Regions from separate parts of the Columba livia genome. Here region 1 is linked to region 2. A link is a contact called in public Hi-C data. All regions are on one chromosome and are shown on one strand. The core of a region is the stretch at or near the end of the contact, and the rest is flanking DNA. Distances in the headings are between cores, read along the strand shown.

Region 1 (5,753 bases), core at 922-3,421, 41 kb after region 2:
TGCTGCGATCCCCGCAGATCAGATTAGGTCCCCTGAGAGAGGAGAGGTGCTGGGAAAATCCCTCGGCACAGCCAGAGGGTGGGATAGATGCTGAAAGCGTGGCTGCCCAGGTGATGTTTGGGCAGGATGGTGAACGGCAGGCTTTTACGTTTCCCCTGCTCTAATCAGCCAGGAGTGATCACTGGTTGTATATGAGCCGTGGCTCGCAACGGGGATACCTTCTGGCGAGTGGGAATGATTTAAAACTGGCTCTTGCCAATAAGGGAGTGTTAATGGTGTGAATCATCTCAGCCTTTAAAGGGATGGACGGACGTCTGGCCCGGGACAGGCGCCAGGCAGGGGCTGGAGGAAGCCGCAGGGCTGGGAGCCGAGGGGCCGGGGCTCGCAGGAGGCTCCGGATATCTCTCCCGATGCTCTTGCTCCCTCCTGGCCTGATGCGACCTGGCGTTACCCCCACCCGTCCGTCCTCTCCTGGGGCAGGGGAGGAAGGCTCTGTGCACTCATCGCCGCAGAATCCTGTGTCAGCGCTCAGGAATCCGGCGAGCTGCGGGGAGGGAGGGAGGCCAGCGCCGCGGGGCTGCGCGCCTGCGGGGGCCTCTCCCCGCCTGGGGAGCTGGGGGAGGCACGGGAGCAGCCCTGGGGTGGGGAGAGGATGATTTGCCGAGTGCTAAACCCCAGAGCAAGAAGTTTTGGGTGAGAGGGAGGGGTGCAGAAGTCCTGTGGCGCAGTACTTCTTGCTTAAATGATGGCTCCGAAGGCTGCTGAGAGAGGCACGTCTGGATCCTCGCGCCGCTGTGGGGCTCGCATCTGTCTCCAATGTACTGTGCTTGCCGGCGATGCTCTGCCAATACATATTTAGGGTGGGTGGAGGGAGCCCCCTCAAAGGTCCCCAGCGGGCCGGGCAAGGCGAGAGCTGTGTGGGGTGTTTGCAGAGAAGCGGGGGCTCGTCCTTGCTGCTCCCCCCGGGCAGGGACAGGCTCGGTGTTTGCCTGGGCAGGGTGCTCCCGGCCCGGGGGGGTTGCGCAGCGGGAGGGGGAAGGCGGTGAAGTTTGCTGGCAGGGTTGCGCCCGCTGGCGAGGCTCACAGAAAACCCCAGGGCTTCTTCCAAGGAGCGTCCAAGCGCCTTTGCGAGGCAGAAAGGGGGGTTGGCACTGCGAGGGGGTGGCTGGTGGGGGGAGAAAGCGCTTGGAAGATGCCCTGAGCTGCCTTGGCACGGAGGGATCCCGAGAGAAAAGAGCTTTTCCAGGCCAGCACAGGTCCTGGAGGCAGGGTCAGCGCCAGGCGAGCGCCGAGACGCGGTAACAAGCACAAACAACTCCGTTCTCCTGGTCTTCTGGTTGTGATTTCTGCTCCCGATGTGCAAACCCTGTAGGGCCTCCCCCCCGCTCCTTCTCCCCAGCTGGACGAGGGCTGGCCTGGCCGCCGTAATGAAATGCAGAACTGCTTGGGAGAGCAGGCGGGGGGGGAAAGCTCTGTTTGAGGTTTTGTGCCTCTGGTTGCCTCTGGCCCTCTCTCCCAGCGGGGTGATTTATTGGTGATGGAGCCTGGGGAGAGGGGGAGGGAAGGGCTTGGAGTGCAGATGAATAGTCAGTTGTCATGTATTTCCCAGGCACTCATGCGAGGTAGAGGGGAAAACAGGAGGAGAGGAAGGCAAATTGCCTGGGCAGGGGCTGTAGAGCATGGTTTACTAGAGCTGAGCTCTCCTGAGCTTGTCCTGTTTGCTCTGAGTGCTTTGCACACCAAAGGACTGTCTTTGTGGTGGATGCGCTCTCCCTCCATCCCAATTTCCCCACCAGCTGCACGGCTGGAGGCACTGGCAGGCTGCGACCTGCCTGGCTGCAGATGCATTTGCTGCCTGCAGCTACCCCAGCTCAGCCCAGCCTTTCCTTTAAGCCAGGCTTTAGGCTCTGCTGTGTTGCTGTGGCACCTCCGGCAGCGAGCTCTCCCTCCAGTGCGGGATGCTCCAGTGTGCCACCGCGTTGCAGGGTGACATCCTGCTCAGGAGAAGCAGGCTTGGCTGCCTGTTTTTCACGCTCACTGCTCTGGTTGGGAACATGTGTGGTTTCATAGGGGGAAGGTCTCCTCCTCCTCCTCCTCGCCTCTGCTGACAGCATCTGACCTCAGCTGTCGTCCCTGGTGGTGCAGGGGATTAATCTGAGCCTCGGGACAGGTTGAGGCATGTCCAAGGCGGAGGAGAGCTTCATGCGTACAGACACAGAGGAAGGAACAAAAACAGTTCCCAGGGAAATATTTTCCTGCTGCTTTTCCTGGCAGCGAGCAGAGCGGGAGGAAAAGACCTCGCTATAAATTGCTTTCAGGAGAGGCATCAGCCGAGGCATCGCCTCTGACACCCACTGCCCGCCAAGCTCCAGGGTGCACGGAGCCAGCTCAGAGCGTTTAAAAAGCAAAGGGAACCTCCCCACCCCAGAGCAGCAAGGCAAGGTCTGCCGCTGGACTCTGCCCTTTGCCTGCTCCGGCCTCAGCTGCCCTCCTCCTCCTCCTGCTGCTGTTTGCTTTGGCAAACTCTGGGCTCTGTCTGTGGCCCTGGGTCAAGCAAAGCGGGAAAAGGAGAAGAGGGAGGGAAATGGAGAAGTCAATGGGTGGATGAGACACGCTGGCCCTGCTGAGAAGGGCAGGAAGGACGTGGCTGGCTCGGAAATCTGGGAAAGGCAGGAAGGGGGAGAGAAGGCAGGAAGGAGGGAGCATGTCCGGAGTGGGATGCAGAGGTGGGAGCCCCAATACCAAACCAGGTTTGGTTTGTGGGAGTCCCAAGGGTACCCTGTTCTCCCCCATGAGTAAACAGAGGGATGCGGGCACCATGGCACAGGCAGCAGTGACATCCCCCACACATCCGTCATGGATTAGGGGATCCCAGCCAGAGTGTGGCCGGAGCATCACTAGAAAAGAGGGGGATGAAGCGGCTATTTCACCAGCAGGAGGCAAAGAAATCTCTGCTGGCCACGTCCCCCTCAGCTCCCCAGGTTTATTCCTGCAAACCTGCTCACCGAGCAGCTCAGGTGGGCTCACCATCCCAGCTCACTCCATCCCATGGTGTGCCAGGGGTGGTGGGACCATGGGGCGATGAAAGCGCCGAGCCAGAAGCTGGGGTAGGAGGCAGGTTTGCCCCTGTGGCGTGGTGCTGGGGGTACCGAGCATCCCTGCCTCACACGTCCGGGCAGAGGAGAGCCATGGCAGCAGCACAGTGTTATGTCTCCATGGCAATGCGGCTGGTAGTATTAAGACAAGAGGGATTTATGTATTGTTTTCACCTAGTACCAGCCCAGGGCAGCACTTTACAGGAGCCCAAGCGCAACATCAACAAGCAGCAATAGTCCTGTGGGGATGGGGGGACGTGTGAGGGGCAGTGGATCACCCTCACCTCTCTGGAACAAGTGTGAAACAGCGGGACCCCAATCTCACCCCTGCCCCAGGCCTGAACATGTTGGCAGCCCCCAGGGCAAGGGTGCAGGCTGGACAGGGGTGGCCAAACTCATGTTTGCAGCCCCGCTTGCTCTGGGGGGAATATTTGAGTCTGTGGTCCCTTGGCACAGTGGAGAGGCTGGGAGAAGCAACATATGGAGGAAGGCACAGCTCCCGTGGGAAGGCAGGACAGATGGAAAGACGGACAGGGGAAGGAACTGGGTCTTTTTTCTTTTTTTTTTTTTTCTCTCCTCACCTTGTCCTTACTGGGGTTCCCCAGGGAGAATTGATGCATTTTGTGCTAAAAAGCCAATTTGTACGCAAATGGCTGGGGCTGCACACACTGCCTGCTCGACCTTGTCCCGGGCAGTGCCCCATGTATGCTGGGCTTGCTGAAATTCCCTCCCTGGAAAGGGCAATGGAGAGAGTGTTTGCCGTCAGCTCAGGAGAGTGTGACGTGATGTCCCTGGTCGGTGGCCAGGCGGGGAGGGACCGGCCACCCTGGGTTAGAGTGGTGGCACGGGGCTGATTGGTGCTGGGAGAGCACCAGGAGGCATTTTACAGGGGGTGTGTGTGGGGGTTCATATCTAAGCAGGAGGGAGGGCTGTTAAAAATAAACAAGTTGACAAGTGGCAGGAGGAAGGAGCCACCTCTTGTGTCCCCATGTCCCTCCCTGGGGACGGGAGGTGTCGCCCGATGAGCCCAGCACCGAGCTAGGCTCTGATCCCAGCCCTGCCATGGTGGCATGGTCGGTTCTGTCCCAGGTCACCTCAGCTCCTTGCACCCCTGGTGACAGCCTGCTCCTTCCCTCCCAGCTCACAGTGGAAGCCCTGGTGACCCTGGCCGTGGATGTGGGCTGGAAAAATGTCACCTTCACAGGCTGGCAATAAAAAAAAAAAAAAAGGAGAAAAACTATCACTGTTTTCAAGGCGCCTCCTGGCTTTTCCTGGCATAGACGGGTGCTTGGAGAGCACTGGTGATGCTGTTCTCTGCCCGTGGCAGTGTGACCCCCCAACCTAAGGAGCTGCCCTACCCCAAACCCTGCTGCTTTGGGGATGTGGTCGATGTTCAGGGACCTGTTCCTGGGAGGTCTCCAGCTAAGGTGGTTCTACCTAAAACCATCAGCATCAATGCAGCTGCTCAGATCAGGGGGTTTTGTGTCTGTAAGAGCTGATGAGAACACATGCTCAGGGCTGGGCAGGTGAGGTACAACATGCTGCTATCGTTTACCAGAGCTGGTGGCCTCCAGCTTGTCCCCACAAGTTTCTACACCATGATTCATGTCTCCTCCTAAAGACCAGCATGAGTGTGCATGGAAATCAGGGTGAATTCCTTTGGTTGTGCCAGGAGGGGGAGATTCATCTTCCTCTCTCCTCCTCCTGCTCCTCTGCCCTGCGAGTTCCCACGGTGGCAGCCCAAGAGGCGCTTATCTCCGGGGATGGGTGCGTGGGAACAAGGGCACTGCCCCGTCCGTCATCAGCTGTGCTTCAAAGCTCTTGATCTGGTGGGAGGAATTGCGGGTGACAGCCTGGATCCTCCTGAAATGTGGTGGCCAGCTCATTTTGTAAGTGGATTTGTTAATGCTGAAGGGTATGTCTGTGCTCTGGGGGCAGGTTCGGTCCCCTAGGAAAGTTGGGCTCAGCCCCCCCAGCCATGGCCAGCATGGGATGCAGCTCACTCAGGAAAGAGGGGTTTCAGGAAGAAACAAAAAAAAGAGATTACTATTTCCAGTGCTGTCACAAACACACAGATAGCATCAGAGCCTTTGGGTGTCATCCTTGGTGACTGTCCCTCTGCTGCCTGCCAAGCTCTGCTGAGATGATGTGGGGAAAAGACACCACCTAACTGGAAGCAGGCTGTAAATAAGCTTCGCTTGTTCCCTTTCCTTGTACAGCAAAGCCCTCTCGTGGAGGCCGGCAGCAGCTTGCCAGGGAAAGCTGGCTGCTGTGACATGCTGCTTCTTCCCAGGGACACCCAGTCCAGTCCTCTCCTGGGGACACCGTCCCCTGGTGTACCATGGGCAGTTATCACCAGGGCTGTGCCATGGCCACAGCCTGAGAGCACAAGGGAAAGACTCAAATGTGCTGTTGCACCCCTGAACTGCCCGTCAGCTTTATATGTCTGTGTTTCAGCTTGTGGGGAGTCTCAGTTTTTTTCCAGGGAGATGCTGAACCTGCTCTCTTGGCTCTCTTAGGAGATGCTTGGCACCTGGTGGGCTGACCCGGTCCATCAATGTGTGCCTTAGAAAATGGGAATTGTTGTGACTTTGGCTTTTAAGGACACTCCAAGACCCACCCCCCAGTCTGTAGCATCTGTCACTGGGGTCTGTGGCA
Region 2 (6,200 bases), core at 1,547-4,046:
ACCGTCTGCTTCCCAACCTGGTGGGGAGGGTCAAGTCACAAGTAATTAAATGCCTATTCTGTAGTTTATCAAAGCCCATGGGGAAACAAGAATTCAGTCTGTCCATCTGCTCTGCTCCTTGCTCTGCGTTCTCCCTTCCCTTTTTCTGTCTTTGCTCGCAGGAGAAATAAGAAAAAGGGTGGTGACATGCTACAGCTAGCAAATGTTATCTCCTAAAATAAAACATCGTCCCTTTTGGCAGTGAAGATGCTCTCTAGGAGGAAAGGAGCCTGAATTCCTGGAGGCTTTTGGAGGCTCCCAGCTCCCCAGTCCTGTATCTGCATGTTCCCTCCCTCCCTCCCTGAGATTTCTGAGAAATCAGACGTGCAGATTTCTCCTGAGAGCGAGCACTAAATCTGGGATGGCTCCGCATCTCTGAGAACATCTGGCCAATAAAGGGGAGACCTAACGAAGCCGAGCAGATGGTGAGAGAAAATGATGAGAGAAAATGACCCCATCCCTCCTTACGAGTGGCCTGGGGTGGCTTCCTTCTGTGAGCAGGTTTTGCTAAGGGGTGTTTGGAAACACTCCTGGAGGGAGGAGAGCAGAGTTAAAAAGAGTTTTTATTTTTCTTTAATCCAGCGTTTTAGCTGCTGGGATGTAGCTGGATGGAAAGTGGAAGCTCAGACAGGTCTGTGCTCTGCCTGCTGTGAAGCTTTCGGGTGCTGAGCTCTCCCCTCTTCTTGCGAGTCAGTGCAGAGGTTGTGGCTGCGTTTGGCTCAGGATGGCATGGAAGCCGCTTTTGGCTGGCAGGAACCTTTGCAGATGGAGATGCAGAGGAGATGCCACAGTGTGGCCGGTGACTTCTGGAGATTCCCTTTGAACTTGCTTCATGCTGATGTCCCTGCTGCTTTCCATCCTTCCTGCTCTTCCAGGGTTTTTTGGGGTTGCAGGGGGTTTGGATTTGCAGCATCCAGGGTTTATTTGCTAGTTGGCATTCGCTGGGTGGCTTTGGGACCTTGTCACCAGCAATGCCGGGTCCCCCAGCCTGGGGAGGGCTGTGCTGTATACTGCAGGTGCCCACTCCTGTTCCTCCTCCTTCAGTCGGTGTCTTTGCCGTTTGTCCTAAGCTGATGGTCTGCAGGGCAAGAGGGAATGGCCGGCAGCAGCCTTCAGTGTGAAGATCTTTGACGGGGAGGAAGAGAGTATTTTGTGGAGTGCGATCCGGGCTGGGGAGATGACAGTCCCTGGGGGTTTTACTGCAGATCTCCCGAGGAGCCAGGGACATGGCAAAAAGCCTTCGAGCTTTGCCTGCGGTTTGAACAGCCGAGTGATTTTGGCCTTACCCTGCGAGGATGCTGCCGCATGCTGCTTGCCTGACTCTGGCATGCACCCCAGGTTTTTGGGGCGTTTGTGGACCTGACGTCAGGCCTTCGCGCTGGGATGTGCCCCGGGACTGGGACACGACCCGGGTCCCCCTGGGAACACAAAAGCCACTTTGGTCACACGCTGCATCCTGGCCCTGTGTCCTCCCTCCTCTTCTCCACCGTTCTGCTTTGCACTCGCAGTGGGGAAGATGATCTTCTGCCTTAATTTTTTTTTTTTAATTTACATTTTTATTTCAGAAGGCGATTGGATTGCTTTGTCTCCTTGGGAAAGAGGGGCCGGGGCTCCTGAGGGGAATACTGGAAAATCCCTGTGGTAACTATAGCAGTCACGGTTGGGCTCGGTGGCTGTCACCTCATCAAACATTGCCTCCCTTCTGTGATGCTGTCCCATGGAATGAGCTGTCAACCCGCCAGCGCTGTGGGGTTACACTGGGGTGTCCGCATCCCTCGGAGGCTTCGGTCTCTGCTGCAGCAGCCTGGCTGCAAGAGAAATGTGGTGTTTGCAGGGGGAGGAGAGGAGAGGAGAGGACTGGTGATATTTGGTGTACCCAGATGCTGATGCCCCAGCCCTGGCCCCAGCACAGCCTTGGAGCGATGAGCGAGAAGCACCGACCCTGCTTGGGACGATGCCCCATGGCCTGACGGTCCCTCAAGCTCTAGAAACCAAAATTTCAAGCTCTTTGCTCCAGAGGAGAAAATTGGGCAGCCTGGTAGAACTTGTGGTGACCTCCCCATCCTGTAGGTCCTGGCAAAGGATCGGCGACTGGAAGGGACCTGGGGTAGAAATGCCAAAGTTCCCCCTGGTCCTGCTGCCGCCTTCCTCTCCCCTCCCTGCTGTGTTGGTCTAAATGATCTTTCTATGAAGCCCTGTAGATGTCAAAAGTAATTATGGAGTGTGATTAGTCCTCTGTGGGTGCTTTCTTTCTTTCTTTCCTCCTTCTTTCTCTTTTGCTATCCCCTTCTCCACTCTTCTTTTTTGGCTAAGTGGAAAAGGTGAGGACAAAGAATTGCCGCTTGCTTGGACTCATGATGTATCTGTGACTGCGCTATTAGCTGTCTCCTCTTTCCTCCCCAAATGGATATAATTTTTGAAGTGTGGAATACCCTTCTTGATAAGTAGGTTTAAAAAAAAATAATGCACAATGTGATACTGTTTCATAGTTTCTAGGTGGTTGTATAAAGCAAAGTTACTGTGATTGTGTTTTTCAAAGGAAAAAGTGATTGGTTACGAAATCTGTCCTTTTTTCATTATTACAAGCTCTTTGTTTTCCAATGATCTGATGGCTCTTTTGTCCCCGGTCTGTGTGTCTTTCTTCCCACATCCCACCTCTGGTGCTGCATCCATCCAGGAAGGATTTGCTCCCACTGGTCTGTACGGATGCTGCTCCTGCGCCCTCGGGAGCTGTGCGCTGTCACCGGTGGCCGGAGGTGGGGGACACCTGTGTCCTGGGAAGAGGTGGAGGTGTTTGGAGGAAGGACGTGGGCAGGAGGGTTTCCCAACCTGCCTGGGGTTCACAGGAAGGTGTTGAGGGCCCAAACCCAACGCACAGCAAGTGATGCTGGAGGAACCCTCCTGCACAGACTGTGCTGGACCACCAGAAGGCTCTTGGTCCTTCTTTGGGAGCCTTTGGTTGCCTCTCTCCAACTTGTCTCTGGTTCAGGGTGTCATCTTGCCTGCACAGGGGTGACCTGAGGCTGAGCAGCCCCAACCCTGACTTGTCTGGGGTCTGTGCTTTCATTTTACTCTCTTAAATCTCTTAATCATCATCTCTTGCAATCAATCTTTCTCCAGAAGAGAGAGCCCGGTGCCTTGAAATCACTCTAAGCCTGGTGCTGCTCACGCCAGCTGCATCCCAGAGGTTTAATCCTGCCCGCGGCTCCCTGCCTGGTGGCAGGAGCCCGCCTGCCGTGACTTTGGCACCTCAGTGGGCAGTTTGTCCCCAGCTTGATGGGGACAACATCTCCCAGGCGAATTTCACCTCCCCAGCCCCGGCAGAGGAGCCGGGATCCCTCTCCAGGACGGCATGGAGGTAAGGATGGGTCCCAGCGTCTTCCACCCAAACCTTCCTGGGAGCAGCCAGAGGACAATGTGGGGCCACTGGGGTGGTAGGGGACATTTTAAGAAGATAAAACTGATTTCTTGCTGCTCGTGCTGGCAGGGGTCAGTGTGGCCAGAGCCCGGGAGGATTAAAACAATTTCATAATCCTGGTGATTTCCTTTTGATCGGGATTATGAAACCAATCACAAAAATCAAAAGCTGCGGCTTAAAGCAGCAGCCAGCGTGGGGCCAGGACGCCCATGGCCCCCGCAGCTCCCGTCCTGCCCCCCGGGGACGGCGGCCCCCGTGGCTCCAGGTAAGTGCTGCCCACCCAGGACCCCGCTCCGGCCTTACGAGTTTAGTGGGGTCTCGGCGGGGAGGAGGACGGGGGATGGGGTTTTGATGTGGGTGGCTCTGTGGGGTGCGTGTTGCACACTGGTTTTAGGGATGATAATGATGATGATGGATACACCAAGCTCAGCTCCCACCACCCTCCCCCAGAAGATGCTCGGTCTGGAGCCCTTGGCCTCGCCTTGCCAGGGGGTCCGGGCAGGATTTGGCCTCTGGAAAACAGGAACATTTTGCACGTCTGCAAACACGTGATGCTCGCAGGAGGGTGCCCAAAGCTGGGAGGCTTTGCTGCCAGTCTGAAGGCTGTTAGAGAAAACACCCTGACCACGGCAGGACCACCTTCCTCACCCTTTTTGCCCTCCTGGAGCCCCAGCCCCTCGTGCAGCACAGACCTCCCAGCGGTGCCCCCCCAGCAGGCCTGGGGAGGGACGCTGCCCTCACCCGCTCGCTCCCAAACCCACAGCCCAGACAAAGGACATTCCAGAGAGCCGGCCAAGGCAGCCGGGCGTCCCTGTGTCCCAGCGCGGGGTGCTGCGTTTCCCCCTCTGCATGGTCCCCTCCGTCATGGTGGCATCACCCTTTGGGGCCACCCCTCGGCCATTTGGGGGGCAGGCGGTTTAGAGTCGGGGCTGGGGCAGGATTTGGCTGGGTGCCCCAGCGTGGGGTGCGTGCGGAGGAGGAGGAGGAGGAGGAAGAGGAGGCCCGGGCGGGAGGCAGGGCTGCCGCGGCCCCATGGCCCAGCCAAGCGGCTGAGCTCAGGCTCGGCTGAAGGGGCTGGGATTTGCTGGTTCGTCTTTTTTTTTTTTTTTTATTTTTTTATTTTTTTTTTTTTTGCCTTCCCTGCTTCCTTCCCTTCTTCCGCCTTCTTCTCCCTCTTCCCAGCCCTCTCCCGATGCTGCTCCAGGGGTAAGGACACCCTCGCCTCCCACTCATGCCCCGTCCTGCCGCTGGTCTGCCCCGGGGCAGCGAGGGGCTGCGGTGACCAGGGGGGTGTGGGGGTACCCTGGGGATGCTCCCGCAGCCCCAACCATGGCAGAGGCTCCTCGGGGGGTACCAGCAGGGACAGGGGATGCTCCCGGGGGGGTGCAGGGGGGCAGCAGCACCCAGCTGACACCGGGACCGTAATACTGGTACAGTACGGGTGACACGTGTGACCCTGGAGGCCGGGGCGGAGCGGGGGCTGGTGTCTGTCTGGAAGCACCTTTGGTGAGTTGTGTCCGTGTGGGATGATGGCTCTTGGGGTTTTGAGGCCCTGATTTGGCTCTGAGGGTGACAGTTCCCTGAAGGGCATCTTTGCTGGGTGCCCCAGGGCACCTGAAATGGCACGGGCAGGCACCCACGCTCCTGCTCAGCCCCCGGCCACCCGCTTTGGGGAACCACTGCTGCCCTGTGTCCCCTACCCCAGAGCGATGCTGCTATGGTGTCAGTGCTGTAGGTGACCTTGTGCTGCGCCACGTCCCTGTCCCCTTCCCCACGGGCTGTGCACTGCAGTGCCACCACATACCTTGTCCCCTGGGCATGGGCATCAATGACTCTGCTCCCTGCAGAGCCTCAGGGCGGGCAGGAGAGATGCTGGTTTTGCAGGAGGCGCCAAGGCGGGTGCTGAGGAGGAGGAGGCTGAAGACAGCATGGGGGGGTCACCCATGCTGGTTTTCTCCCCACAGGGCACATGGAGGGGGGCTCATCAACTGAGACGCGGCAGGTGCTGCGGCCCCCCAAGCAGCATGGCCAAGCCCCCGTCCCCCCGGAGCGCCCTGAGGCCACCCACAGCCCCCACGCTGTCCTGGAGAGCAAGGTGAAGGCGCTGAAGGAGAAGCGTGGGGCTGGCCGGCTGGGGACCCCAACAGCTGCCCCCGAACGCCCCTCGCCCAAGAAGTCGCGGCCCCGGCGGGGGAAGCCGGGGGGAGATTTGGATGCAGCGGAACCGCGGGGGAAGCCGGGGGGAGATTTGGATGCAGCGGAACCGCGGGCTCAGCTCCGCACGTACCTGACGGACGGGATGCTGGATGGCGGGGACCCCGCGGCCCCCCCGGCCCCCCGCGCTGGCACCCCGGGGCTCTGGAGGGTGCCCACACCCAAGGGTGGTGTGCCAGAAGGCACTGAGCTACCCCATGACAAGAGCGGTGGGACCCAGCGCTCTGCCTCCCCCCATGAGGCACCTCCCCTGGAAGAAGAGACACGGACCCCATTGCGGGACAGGAGGGGTCCCTCTGGGTCCCCCCCCACAACAGAGGGCTGGGAGAGTCTCTCGCTGGCCGAGCGGGTGGAGAGGAACCGGCGGCTGCTGCAGGAGGTGCTGGGCACCACCACCTCTGGTGTGTATTTTGGGCAGGTGGTGGCTGTTTCAGTAGATCTGGGGGGAGCGGGATGGAAAAGCTTTAGGGTGAAGGGGGGTCCTTGGTGCTGTCCTCCAGCCCCCCCCATGCTGCAGGCACAGCTCTGC

Evidence for each region. Hi-C and Micro-C count contacts between places; a contact is called where the count stands out from the background.
Region 1: a contact with region 2 is called in a Hi-C map of liver, with 2.1 times the contacts expected there. The contact joins the enhancer-like site here to the promoter of KIAA1614 in region 2. A contact is called at or near these places in 2 of 2 Hi-C or Micro-C datasets (crop and liver).

What each region holds. Positions count from the first base shown.
Region 1 is chr8:7,766,985-7,772,737 of bColLiv1.pat.W.v2, forward strand. No RefSeq gene overlaps it. Among named protein-coding and RNA genes, the nearest start is that of IER5, 16 kb to the left of the region's middle. Within about 2 kb of position 2,172, at least 3 of the 3 cell types and tissues checked have an H3K27ac peak away from gene starts, as active enhancers do.
Region 2 is chr8:7,725,655-7,731,854 of bColLiv1.pat.W.v2, forward strand. It overlaps KIAA1614 (KIAA1614 ortholog), which reads left to right and starts at 2,797. Exons shown (of 10, transcript XM_065071812.1): 1 at 2,797-3,722; 2 at 5,422-6,072. The coding sequence starts at 5,427. It overlaps XPR1 (xenotropic and polytropic retrovirus receptor 1), which reads left to right. Exons shown (of 15, transcript XM_065071815.1): 15 at 1-2,643.